Regions from separate parts of the Mus musculus genome. Here region 1 is linked to region 2. Evidence: chromatin contacts called from public promoter capture Hi-C data. All regions are on one chromosome and are shown on one strand. The core of a region is the stretch at or near the end of the contact, and the rest is flanking DNA. Distances in the headings are between cores, read along the strand shown.

Evidence for each region. Promoter capture Hi-C pulls out the DNA fragments that hold promoters and counts their contacts.
Region 1: a contact with region 2 is called in a promoter capture Hi-C map of macrophages, with 5 read pairs. The contact joins the promoter of Neu3 here to the enhancer-like site in region 2. A contact is called at or near these places in 8 of 39 promoter capture datasets (cranial neural crest, embryonic stem cells, frontonasal cranial neural crest and 5 more), 1 of 15 datasets of contacts at CTCF or cohesin (the G1E-ER4 cell line), 2 of 115 datasets of contacts at active chromatin or transcription factors (CD8 T cells and embryonic stem cells) and 3 of 9 other capture datasets (adipose tissue, liver and pancreatic islet).

What each region holds. Positions count from the first base shown.
Region 1 is chr7:99,823,388-99,830,075 of GRCm38.p6, forward strand. It overlaps Neu3 (neuraminidase 3), which reads right to left and starts at 5,030. Exons shown (of 3, transcript NM_016720.2): 1 at 4,771-5,030; 2 at 1-146. The coding sequence starts at 141.
Region 2 is chr7:99,779,811-99,785,889 of GRCm38.p6, forward strand. No RefSeq gene overlaps it. Among named protein-coding and RNA genes, the nearest start is that of Olfr521, 16 kb to the left of the region's middle. Within about 2 kb of position 1,736, at least 27 of the 459 cell types and tissues checked have an H3K27ac peak or open chromatin away from gene starts, as enhancers often do. A contact at or near this core is called in adipose tissue and macrophages, where this site is marked.

The DNA of each region.
Region 1 (6,688 bases), core at 3,780-6,279, 47 kb after region 2:
TGAGGTCCGCTTCTCTGCAAAGGCCAGGAAGGTGTGGGTGGGAGGAAGGTACAGCAGGGCTGGGATCCGGTAGGTCACCCCACTCTGTTCTTCCTGCTGGAACAGGGTGCTGCTGAGGGAGTAGGGTGGGACTTCCTCCATGGCTTCTGTAAGGACAGGAAACAGTTCAGTGTGGGTCTGCATACAGGTTCCTGCTCATTTCATTGCCGAGGGCACACAGCGGGTACTTGAATGTCTACTTCTTCAGATAAAGAGAACATCATAGCATCAACTGCCCAAAGCAGATATCATGCACCCTCATGCAACAACTCTGTTCTCTAGATACGTCCATTGGGTTCCCAGGTTACTCAAATTAATTTGAGTAACATTCGAGATTAACAAAGCACCAGGAAAGCTTTCTCCCCATCCTGAAGCCTCAGAAAAAAGACAGCCTGCTTTCTCATCTGTGCCAGTAAGAGGGCTTTGTCCTCTAGTCACTGTGTGAGGGGTGCACACAACAGAGGGTGGAGATTCTCAAGGGACGCATCTTGGTGCTGTGATCTCAGTTCTGGGTGGTCTAATGCATGTAGACCTGTAGCTTTGGCTGGGGTGACAAGTGTGTTAAAAGCCACACTCTTGCATGTGACCCGCTGTGTGTAGCTCAAGGGATTGCTACTCTGGCTCTGGGTTTGCTCTTACTCTCAGCCCCTTGGAGATTATTTTTTTTTTCCGCAAATTCAGCTACATGGGTCTTTGTGAAAGTCTAGCTGCCATTTGCTAGGCTAGCAGGTCTGTGACACTAATAGTAGAAGCCTCCAGAAACTGAAATAGCCCAAAAGCCCCACTCCCCAGAGGCCACAAAAGGGACTCAGGCCAAACAGAAAAAAATAAACTTTAAGATTTAAGCTTCTTTCAAATTATCTGTTATCCAATGCCCATATTCAAACAATTTATACAAGAAAGGAAGGAAGGAAGGAAGGAAGGAAGGGAGGAAGGGAGGAAGGAAGGAAGGGAGAGAGAGAGGGAGAGAGAAAGAAAAGAAAGGAAAAGAAAATAAAGAAAAGGAAGAAAGGAAGGAAGGAAGAAAGAGAGAAAGAAAGAAAGAAAGAAAGAAAGAAAGAAAGAAAGAAAGAAAGAAAGAAAGAAAGAAAGAAAGGGAGGAGGGAGAAAGGGAAGAAGGGAAGAAAGAATGAAGAAAGGAAGGAAGGAAGGAAGGAAGGAAGGAAGGAAGGAAGGAAGGAAGGAAGGAATCCATAAGAGCTAGGCCAATAAATCCTCCCTCAGTATTTATTCAATAAACATTTCTGGGCCTACATATATTAGGCCCTTACACTGGTGTTGAGGAGACACCTGTTCTCAAGGTTAGAACGAATGAGGGGGGAGATACACACAAAGATAGATATGAAGCAGTGAGCATTGTCTTAGAGATAAACAACAAGCGCAAATAGCAAAGACACAGCTGTGCAGCTCAAAGCCCCAGCAAAAGACCTTCTGAGAGGGTAACACTGGGCCAAGCTAGCTACCTACTCTGCCTGGGACATTCTTTTTCAGATAGTCACACAATTCCCTACCTCACTTCCCTAAGTTCTGGTCAAACCTCATCTACTACCTCCCCTCCCGAAGCTGTGCGCAGATATCATCCAGTCGCTGGGCTGTTATCTGACAACGGCTTGCCGCCTCTGTGCCTTGTTCCCTGCTTGTTTCCCCACAGGACTTCTCACTCTCGGAGGTCTCCCATAGCGTACATACTCAATGCATGCTACAAAATAAAAGATCCACGGTATCAGGTCCCAACACCCCAAGATGGCAGTCTGTGCTCATCCCAGGCTGGACTCTAACCCAGTGAACACTCAGTGCTCCTCAGAAACCTTGTAAAGTGTGTTTCTGTTTGCCAGGAAAAGCCATTACGCTCTTATCTTCTCCTACAGGCCCGTAATCTCTGGAGAGGGCCTCTAGTTTCTACTAAACCAAACAGGCTTCCAGCAGATCAGAGGCCCCACAATAGTTCCCAGGCTATTCCAGCTAACCTGCCCTCCTTCCGTCAGGCGGGACTCTCCCACCATATCTGCTATCTTTCCTGCTCCCGTAGTTCTGGCTATCACCGGTCTGCTCCTCTCTCTCTCTGCCTTTTCTCTGCTAACCCAGGGGACCCTCAGCATTCCTCAGTCACCTTCTAGAGTGGGCTTCCATCTGTCAGTAAAGGCCACTACTTTATCTTCTCCTACAGCCCCCCCAAATCTCTGAAGAGGTTGCCACCTGTGTGGCTTCCTCACTGCACCCCTCAATTACACATGGGAATTATCTCCTCACCTAGAACCAGGCGTGGTCCGTGATAGGCTCTGGCTCGGATTTGCTGGCTGAGTGAGTGCAGGGATAGATGAACTGGAATATAGAGAGTGAAGATCTCTCTATATGGGTCAGCCAAGCGATGGGGCAAGAAGCAGCGAGCTTGCGGGTTTGGGTAACAGACAACAGTGAGCTGTGGGCGCTTTCAGTCGGCTAGTGTGACTGTGGTGAGGGGCGTGAAAGACCTGTGAGCAAAGACGGGACTAAGTTGACCAGCAGAGCTAGATCCCGACAAACCCGTCACCTTATTGTGGTATCCATCCTACAGACAGGGAGCCACCGTAGAGTTTCTGACAGGAAAATCGGTCAGTTTAGACCAGTCTCTCAGGCAGCTTTCTGGGTAATGAGATACGGGGGAATGTTGCACTGCGTCGGTCTGCAGCCTGAGTCAAGCAAGAGAAACTGGAACGTACGAATGACTCAATGGATCATTACATTGAGACAATGGTGGTTCACTACTGTGAGAAGAGTGAGAGAAGTGGCCTCTGAGTCAAGAAAAGCTGCCCTTCCTTCCAGGCTGGGACTTGTACCACTTAATCAAACGACTGGGTGGACTGTCTTGTCGGCATGTTAGAGCATGCCTGTGCGCCACAGTCCAGCTCTCTCCTTCCATGCACCACTGGGCTGGCTCTATTCTAAGGATGCCTGTCTCTGAGTCCCACTTCGGGCAGTGCATAATGAAAGGCATAGCTTAGAGTACTTAACAGCTTTTACTGCTTGCAGATCCTCATCTATAAAATGAATTCAGTTCTACATAAAAAGAACAAATAAGCCTGAAGTAGCTGTTACAAAGCCTATTGCACAAGACATGGCAGTCACTATATCACTATTTTTCAGTTATAAATTGAAATAATAAATAAATCATTAATTTTCCCCCCTAAACAATGTCTTACTTTGTATCCCAGACTGACCTTGACTTGTTATCCTAGAACCTTAGGCTCCTGAGTGTTAGTTAGTTTGTGCCACCATGCCAAACAGGGCACATTATTTCTGACTCCTGAAACTGATGTAGAACAGTAGTCATGTACTATATACAATGTAATACTAGACTGAATATGTGTGTGTGTGTGTGTGTGTGTGTGTGTGTGTGTGTGGTGGTCCCACAGATTCTAATTGTGTTAAAGTTCCCATCACCCACAGACATCTTAGACACCAGTATCACAGCCCAGACATATAACACGTTTGTGATGTCAGTCATATACAAATATCTATGTACAGCTCATACAACTTGAAATGACAAAAAGCTACTTTACTGGCTTGCAATCATTCATTAGACTACACTTTGTTATTATCTTGGAATACAAACTTACAAACATTTACAGTGAAACAGCATATTACCTTAGCTGGCAGCAGCCTCACACAATCCATGCTTTCAGAATCTCTTGACACCATTTTTTCTTGTGTTTGACTTCATTTCATGTTTCACTCATCATGGCTCCAGCCGCAATAGGCATATATATGGAATATATATATATATATATATATATATATATATATATATATATATATTCTCCATACAGCCTAGCTGAGCCATACGATGTGCATACACACTGATGAAGTTCTCACAATGAAACCACATCATTGTTGTGTTCTCAGTACCAAGCCCCATCATTAAGCACTGCATTATTCTATCAATTACAACCTCCTCTTAGCACCTGGGCTGGTCTTGAACTTGTGATTCTCATGCCCCAGCCTCCTGAGTGCTTGGATTAACAGGAGCCAGGCCCCATGACTGGCTCTCATTTGTTAAAGGTTAGTAATGTGTACTTATCAGGACCATTCAAAAATGCTTTATAAACGTTAAGGCACTATACAAATTGATGTCTTTAATTATTGTGAATGCTGACCTTTTTACAATTCAGTTTTGGTTCTGCCATCACCTCAACAATTAAATTGTCATTAATTTTCACTATGATTATTCTAATAATAATGATGACAGTGGTAACACAGTGGCCTGGTCACACCTAAAGGATTCACCCAAACTATGTGCTCAGAACTAGGGGCTGAGAAGAATCTAGTACAGGTCTGCTTTGGAGTTGTTTGCTTTAGCAGATAATTCTGATTATTAATTACTGTTCCATACTCTCTCACCTTCCAACCAAGTCCTCTCTATTCTCTTTCTTGGGGAGAGTACAGTTTAGCACGACTTCTGAAGTCAGCCTTGTTTGAAGAGGAAAACTTAGGGGAGACCACTCAGTTGCAAATCTAGTATCAAAAACATTCCACCTTGGAACCTTTTTGGTCGCCCACAACTCCTCTATAGTAAGAAGACTTCACAGTCTCGGTTTGTTCCCACAGTTCTAAACTACAGCTGAAGTTTGGCTTTAGATGGAAGAAAGCAAAAGTAGAATGGTCCTAGCTGATTCTGGCTGACTCAGTCTTCCTTCCTGATGCAGGTCCCCACAGTCCCCGGCCGAATTCCGGGTGACTCTCACCCCAGCTCACCGGCTCCGGAGGCTCTCTGGGCTCTCCCGTGGAGTCTCGGAAGAAGGCCTGAAGCTGAGCTGGGGCGATGGAGACTGGATAACAGCGACAGAAACCACAGACGCTGAAACGAACCCAGTGACCGCTGCGCAAGAACTGGCAGTAATGAGACAAATATCCCAGGAGCAGAAGGAATGCGCTGGGGAGCAGGCGCCAGAGGACTGAGAGCAGCGTCTGGGTGTCAACCTCCCCGGCCAGGCCACGCCCCTTCACCGCGCAGTGCCCGCCCTGCTTGCTTCTCCACGCCCTTAACGATTGGTCTGTGGAAGGTATCACCGCCTAAAACTTCCCTAGACAGTCTAATTGTCGAACAAAGGTTCCGAGGCTCAGAGGGGACTCCTAAAAAGATAAAAGGTGGAAGGGGGTGTTTTCACACAAAGCACTGGACATTCTCCTTGCAAAAGGTTCCAAAATGTATATATTTATCAGGGCCTGGTGGTGCGGGGCTGTGGACTTTGCTAGTGTGGTAGAGACTGTTAAATTTCATCTGTCTGGACTACAAAATGAGTTTAAGGCCACCCTGAACAATTGCCCTTCTCGCAAGATTTTTAAAAAAAAGTATAAACAGAGCCGAGAAACCAGTTAGGTGGCAGAGCACTCGCCTAGCAGGTGCAACGTCCTAGGTTCACTCTCCTGTACCTTCGATAACTTATTGTATATTGTCTACACACATTTACATACATGTATCTGTCACCAAGTACTGAATCCATTCTCTTGTTTCACAATCACACGCAAGGACCATCCCATTCTTCCCCACCTACCAAAATCAAAAGAGGAAAAGGCCCCTCTTGACACACTGCAGCATCTAAGAGATCAGCCAGGGGTGGGGACAAAGAAAGCTAAAAATGACTGTTAAAAAAAAACAACAACAACACAAACAAACAAACAAACAAAAAAACAAACCGAAACAAACAAACAAACAAAACCCATCAGGTCAACAAGGCTACCAGAGGAGACTAAAAAGAAAATGAAAAAGTCACGACCAAAACAAAAACCCAAACAAACAAACATAAAAACCAAGATGTGGAGTACATTGGTATCAAAATTCACAGTGGTTCCTTATGTACCAGGTTAACATAATGAACTAGGACATTTAGCATAGTGGCATTACCCTGTGGGGAGTGACTTGTATTTGACTTATAATAGTAAGATGTATGATAGCACCCTTCACCTTATAATATAAGAAATCACACCCCCAAGTGTGGGTCTAACCACAGTAAGATAGAAAGCAGCACAGCAGGGCCGATTCGGCCGGACCCCATTCCTCCTCTGCCTGTGAGGATGCCAGGGGGCAGGGCCCTGTCCACCAAGGAGCAAAGTGACTTCCTTTTATTTCATCCCAGTCATGTTAGGAGTTTCTCTCCCAAATGGCTGCCTCCTCTAGTTCCAGTGTAAGAATATGGGGTCTTCTTTCTTTGAAGTGAACTTGATACTCAGAAGTAGAACTCACATGGAGAGAAACAATTGAAACTCATTTTTTTTGTTGGAACCAAGTAAAACATAAAGGAATTTGTCAAAAGATGAAGGGAAAGATGGAATATTAACTTAAAGGATGGAAAAACATTGACTCCTACTGAGTTTGAATCCCTGAGCCTGAGCAAATACCATGGGTACGGCAGTGAACGCTCTAAGGGATGGGCTTTCCTAAGACACAAGATCATAACAGGATGGGATTTTCCTTCATTCCTTTTTAAATAATGAGAGATTAGCCTGACAACACTGAAATAAAATAAAGTAGTTTCCTGCTAAAAGTAACTAGGACTTCAAAGAAAAACAGCTGATTTCAGAGCAGGGGAAAGAGGTATAGCATAGGCTTTGAGTATCTGGTCTTACTTGAAAACAAGGTAGCTAGAAGAAAGCAACAAAGGCCATGCTCAAA
Region 2 (6,079 bases), core at 486-2,985:
AACCCTGACTAATACAGGAACCATGGGTATCAGGGTCTAGGAGAAGCCGAGAGTTGGTGCTGTTGTGCGTTGCAGGAGCCCAGTGAAGTATCCTTGTATTTTCCCGTTTTACTAAGGACCTCCTCCCAGGCTGAGATCCCCTCCATTTCAGTTATCTGTGGGGCTAATCTCCAGAGAACTTGTTACTTTTGGAATTGTTCCTTTAATAAAACTTTTGTTTGACTAAATCAACCAAAGGAGTTCTCAGTTCTTTCAAACAAGACTCTGAGCGCTACTGCTGGGTAGTTTTCTGTCACTTGCAACCAAAAATGTCTTGGTTAGTTTGCAGCAGAGCCCCCTTCTGCCCCTGCATGTTCTTCACATGCAGAACCAGTCACTGGGATGTCTTCCTAACACTCCCAAGTCAGTCTCTGGAAAGAGGAAGGGCAGGATGAGTGACACACACTGAACAGTCAATATGGTTTCAAGACTTCCGTATGATCTTTTCCTCTCCTTTACCCAGAATCCTCCCCTTCTGACACGATCTTTAGGAGTTGGGATGCAAGGGAAATGATTCTGTTTGTTCCTGTTTCCCACTCCTACAGCACAAGTGTCTCTAAGGATCCCCCACAGCAAGAGAACTGCATCTGGGACCGTCTGAATTGGTGCACACAAGGACAAGAAAGGATTACCAGGCTGAGCAGCTGATGGAGAAGAAAAGCTTGGGAAGAGGAAATGTGGCCTGAGGGGGTATGGACAGAGAACAAGATGGAAGGCTACAGTTCCATCCATGTAGTCATAATGGTCTGTCTGGTTCATGGTCACAGCCATCCCTCATCCGCAGCCACCATCTCAATCCTTTCCCTTCACATCTGATCGTGTACCCTGAAGACAAGAATTCCTCCTTCTGTTTCCTTCTGATGGTCTCGTGTCTCCCATACAGATGAGACTACACATCTGTAGCAGCTTCCTCCTTTGATGATGGGTCTTAGCCTTCTCTTGGGCTGTCTGCCTTCCACTCCAGTCCATCTGGTTGTCTGCACTCTATTGTCATCCAGGAATGCCCAAAGGAAGATGGAGAGTCATCTCAGTTCCTAGAGCTCAGCACAAAATCAGAATAAAATCTAAAGTAGTTTACTTGGTTTTTTGTTTGTTTGTTTGTTTGTTTTTGTTTTTGAGATAGGATCTTATCATGCAGCAAGACTGGCCTCAAACTTAAAATACTCCCCCCTCAGCCTCCTGAGTGCTGGGATTTCAGATGTACACCACCACACCATACCACTCCCAAGTCAAGGGCTAACTACTGTGAGTTAAGAGGCAGTTTGGTAGACAGCAGGTCATCAGTGGGTATTGTAGGGAGGAATAGAAAGAGAAGAGAGAGAGAGAGAGAGAGAGACAGACAGACAGACAGATAGACAGACAGACAGAGACAGAGAGAGAAAGAGAGACTATCCTTCTTCTCAGAGCCTAAATGGAGGAAGATGAGCAGCAGAAGAACATTTCTTATTAGGCTATTTGATGTCCTCAAAGCAAAGGTGTCAGTGAATGCAATAGAGTATCTCAAAATAAATAGTAAGAAAGTTCCATGAAATAAAGAACTAATTTCACAGCATTAAAGGATACAGTAGACATCAAGAAGAATAAATGAGAGTAGGAAACAGATTACCTGTGCACACTGCCATGCCATACTGCACAAGGTCATGAACAAACTAAGAGAGGAAGCAAAAGCCCTTATCCACATCAGGGCCACATGATGACCAGCTCACTCAGAGCTAAAGGCAGCAGGCAGACATTTCAGACACACAGGAAGTGGTAACACAGCACCCGTGGGCTCCGCTCTGAAAGTCTGTTATGTAAGACAATGCAGACAGCCAGCAGACGACTCAAAATAAAGAATGGCCAGAATTAAGAATCGGTGATAAAAGTGACAGTGATGAGTAGCATTTAAATACAGAACCTAGGCTGAAGCATTCTGGGAATTATAACTACGGAACAAAAATTAATGTTCTGAACTTTGACAAAGTAAAATTAATGATACAACTAATATCGTTCAGGATCAAAGAACAAGTATACAAAGTCAATATCCTTTAAAATGAAAACGAGAAATTAGAAAGTAACAGCTTCTATTTATTAATGTTTTCCAGTCCTTTTTTCCTTTATTAACCCTTGTGCTTCATTTAGTAGTTAACGTCTCTTGAGCAAAAGACACATTTATCTTTATTGGCTTTTAGGTTAGCAGACAAAATAAGGATGAAACTGTCCTTTATGCTCATTTGTTCCCCTCCCCCACAGCCACTGTCCTGCCTCCTCCTCTTCAGCTGGTTCCTCTTCTCCTAGTTAGTGCTCCACCCCCTTCTGCTTTCTGATCACATGGAACCTTGGGACCTCTTTCTGCCTTCTGTTTTCTTTTTCAGTTTCACGACCTAAAGAATGCACATATAAACATGTGTGCATATGCACATACACAAACACAAACAGAAAGAAAGAATGAATGAATGAATGAATGAATGAATGAAAGAGAGAGAGAGAGAGAGAACACACCATGTGCAGTATGTGTCTCTCTGAGTCTGCCTTGTTTCACTTAGCACAGTGACCTTTCAATTGAAGATGTCCCTGAAACAGGCCATGACTTCGTTTCTTTGTACGGCTGCATAAAATATAAGCACCTCCTTTTCTCCACCCACTCATCTGTTAATGGACATTCACCTAGTTCCAATTCCTGACTATTGTAAATACCACAGCTATAATGAAAATTACAAGCATCTCTTATGAGTTCTGTGAGTACATACCCCAGAGTACCATAACTGGGTCAGAGTCATTGCAGTTGCTGCTTTTCTAGGACCATCCATACTAATGTACATGGTTGCTATATGAATTTGCATCACAACTATCATTGATTAAGAGGCTCTCTCTCCCTATATCCTTACCAGTCCTTGTTAATATTTTAAGACTGATTTTTATTATTTTTAATTATGTGTAGGTGCATATATCTGTCTATGGGTGTGTACATGTATGTGGAAGTACCCCCAGTGGCCAGAGCCATCTCTCCGGTGCCCTTGGCCACTGAGCCATCTCTCCAGTCCCATTCCGGCTGAGTTGATTTTCTCAACTCAGTTTTACTTTGCATTTCCCTGATAGCTAAGACTGTTGAATACTTTTTGAAGTATTTACTAGCTATTTCTATTTCTTCCTTTGATATCTATTCAATTCACAGACAATCCACCGACTGAGTGGTTCAGCTTTTTGGTAATTTTTGCAATTTTTTATATGTCCTGGATATTAACCCACTGTCTTATTTAGAGTTGGTAAAGATATCTTCCCCCTTCTGTAAACTGTTTCAACCCAAACCAAAGTACAAAAGGATTATAAGACAACAGTGTGAACTATGACACATCAGTGAACTAGATTAACAAGATAAAATGAAAATTTTCTATAAACACCCAGGAGAGTCCAGAAAAAGGGGAAAATATCAAGTGTAAGCAAAGAGGCTGGATGGAAAAAGCTTACAACCAATAAAAGTCCAGAGCCGAGGATGTGCTTGGTGTGTCCTGTGACTTACAGAATAATTAACATTATTCTCAAGGATGTTAAGGGGGGAAAAGAGGGAGGAACACCATGGAAGTCATTAGATGAATTCAGCATCAGCATCATAGCAGAGCCCAGGCAAAGACATCAAAAGAAAGCTAACACCCATCCATCAATACCCTCTGTGATATAAATGCAAAACTTCTCGGTAAACGCTATCCAATTGAATCCATTTTCAAATCGTAATACACTGTGACCACATGAAATTTACCACAGACCGGAAGAGTGTCTGAATACATTAGAGTCTATATAAGGCAGCACAGAATGACGGGCGTGGGAGGATCACATGATCACCTTAATTGATGCAGTGAAAACATTTGACAAAATTCAATAGCCTTTCAAGGCTCAGAAAGCTAGGAAGAAATGGAATCTTCCTCTGAATGGGAATATGCACTCATGAGGAACGTACAGTAAGTGACCTCATTGCTGCAGGTTTGAAAGCCTTTCTTTCCTCCTAAAGCAAGAAGGAGAACACGAACAAGACAAGGTCTCCCTCTTTTGTCTCTTCAACATTGTTCTCAAAATCCTTGGTTGGTTGGTTAGTGGTTGTGGTTGTTTTTTGGTTTGGTTTAGTTTGGTCAACTTGACACAAGCTAGTTATCTGGTCAGGGGACCTCAGTTAAGAAAAATGCCTCCATCAGATTGGCCTGTGGGCAAGTCTATAGGACGTTTTCTTGGTTAACGATTGATGTGGGAGGGCCCAGATCACTGTGGGTGTTGCCATCCCTGGGCAGGTAGGCCTGGATGCTATGAGAAACCAGGCTGAGAGAGCCTTGAGGAGCAAGCCAGTAAGCAGCATTCTTCCATGGCCTTTGCATCAGCTCCTGCCTTCAGGCTCCTGACACAAAGGATCTTGAAAAAGAACCAGCCTAAGAATTCCCACTTCCCAATTTTAGAATGCACTGTGAGAGAACAGTGGTGCGAGGGGCCACAGAGACAGACATAGACCACTGGGCTAGCCCTGACATTCGGGAACTGAGCTACACATTTATCGGGGCACCAAGACCAATCACTGAAGAAAAATGTGCGGAGACAACTGGATAATCTTACACAAAAAAGATGAGTTTGGAGGGCTGGGAAGATGGTTCCATTGGCCCAGTGCCTGTAGTTTTTGATGAGAACCTAAGTTGTATCCCAGAACCCACAGAAAAATATCTTGGCACAACACCACGTGTCTGTAATCCCTGTACTGGGGAAGCAGAGATAGGAGGACCTCTGGGGCTGGCCAGCCAACCAGTCCAGCTCAATTGACAAGTTCCTGGTTTGGTGAGAGACTCTGTCTCAAAAAATAAGGTGGATAGTGATGAGAAAAATACCAAGGTTGACCTCTGACCTCCACATACAGCCACACATAAAGAATAAATTTGGATCCTTGTACATTACACACAAAATGTATATAGTATGCATAAAAGTATAATATAAATAGGTATAATATTTAAAATATAATATAGGTATTATATTTTAAATATTATACCTAATATTTAAATATTATTTTATAATATTATTTATAATATTTAAAATATAACATATACACCACATAGAAAAATAAAGCTCAAATAGATCGAAGATCCAATGTGTAAAGTAAAACCATTCAGCTCTTAGCTGGAAAACAAGTGCGTTCTGATAACCTAGGATCGTCTCTTAGATATGGAACTAAAATAACAAATGAAGGTAAATACAAAGGAAAACTTAATATTGTTAAGATGACAATACTGTCATCAGAATTTTACAATATTGTGCTTCAAAAGTCACTGTGTGGAAAGTGGAAGATGGAGCACTTAATGCTCCACCAGAGGACCAGTGTGGGGTCAGGCAGCTCACACGCAACTCCAGCCACAAGGACTTAACACATTCTGCTGACCTACATGGGCACTTGCACACATGTGCGTGCACGCACACACACACACACACACACACACACACACCGTAAATATAATTAGTTAATTAAAATGACAACACACAAAATGAAGGAAGTACTAAAACCGTGAGAACAATTCCCACAGTTAAGTAACAGAGACTGATCTAACAATGTCTAAATGGGTAAGGAACCTGATTGTGTATTTCTCCAGAGAAAATACACAACAGCCAATAAGCACTTGAAATGATGCTTGATATCATTAATCATTAGGAAAATGCACAGCAAGAATACGAGACACCACTTCACACTCACCAGAACCTCTGTAGTTAATGACAGAATGTGCTGGGAGACCAAGCAAGGAGGGCAGATACAAGTTCCCCACCAGTGTAGGCTACGTGATGATGAGTTCTAGGGAAGCCTGAACTACAGCCTATTTTGGTGAGGATGTAAAGAAATGGAACCCTCCTACATCACTGATGGGTACGTAGAAGGCACAGTCATAACCAGAAACCACATAATGCTTCCTTAGTAAGTTAAATCCAGCAATGCACCCTGGGTAAATTCCCAGAATAGTGACCACAGGTGCTCACTGTACACTGGGGCTGGGGAGACAGCGAAGGTTAGAAAGTGCTTGTCTCACAGCACAAGGGCCTGAGT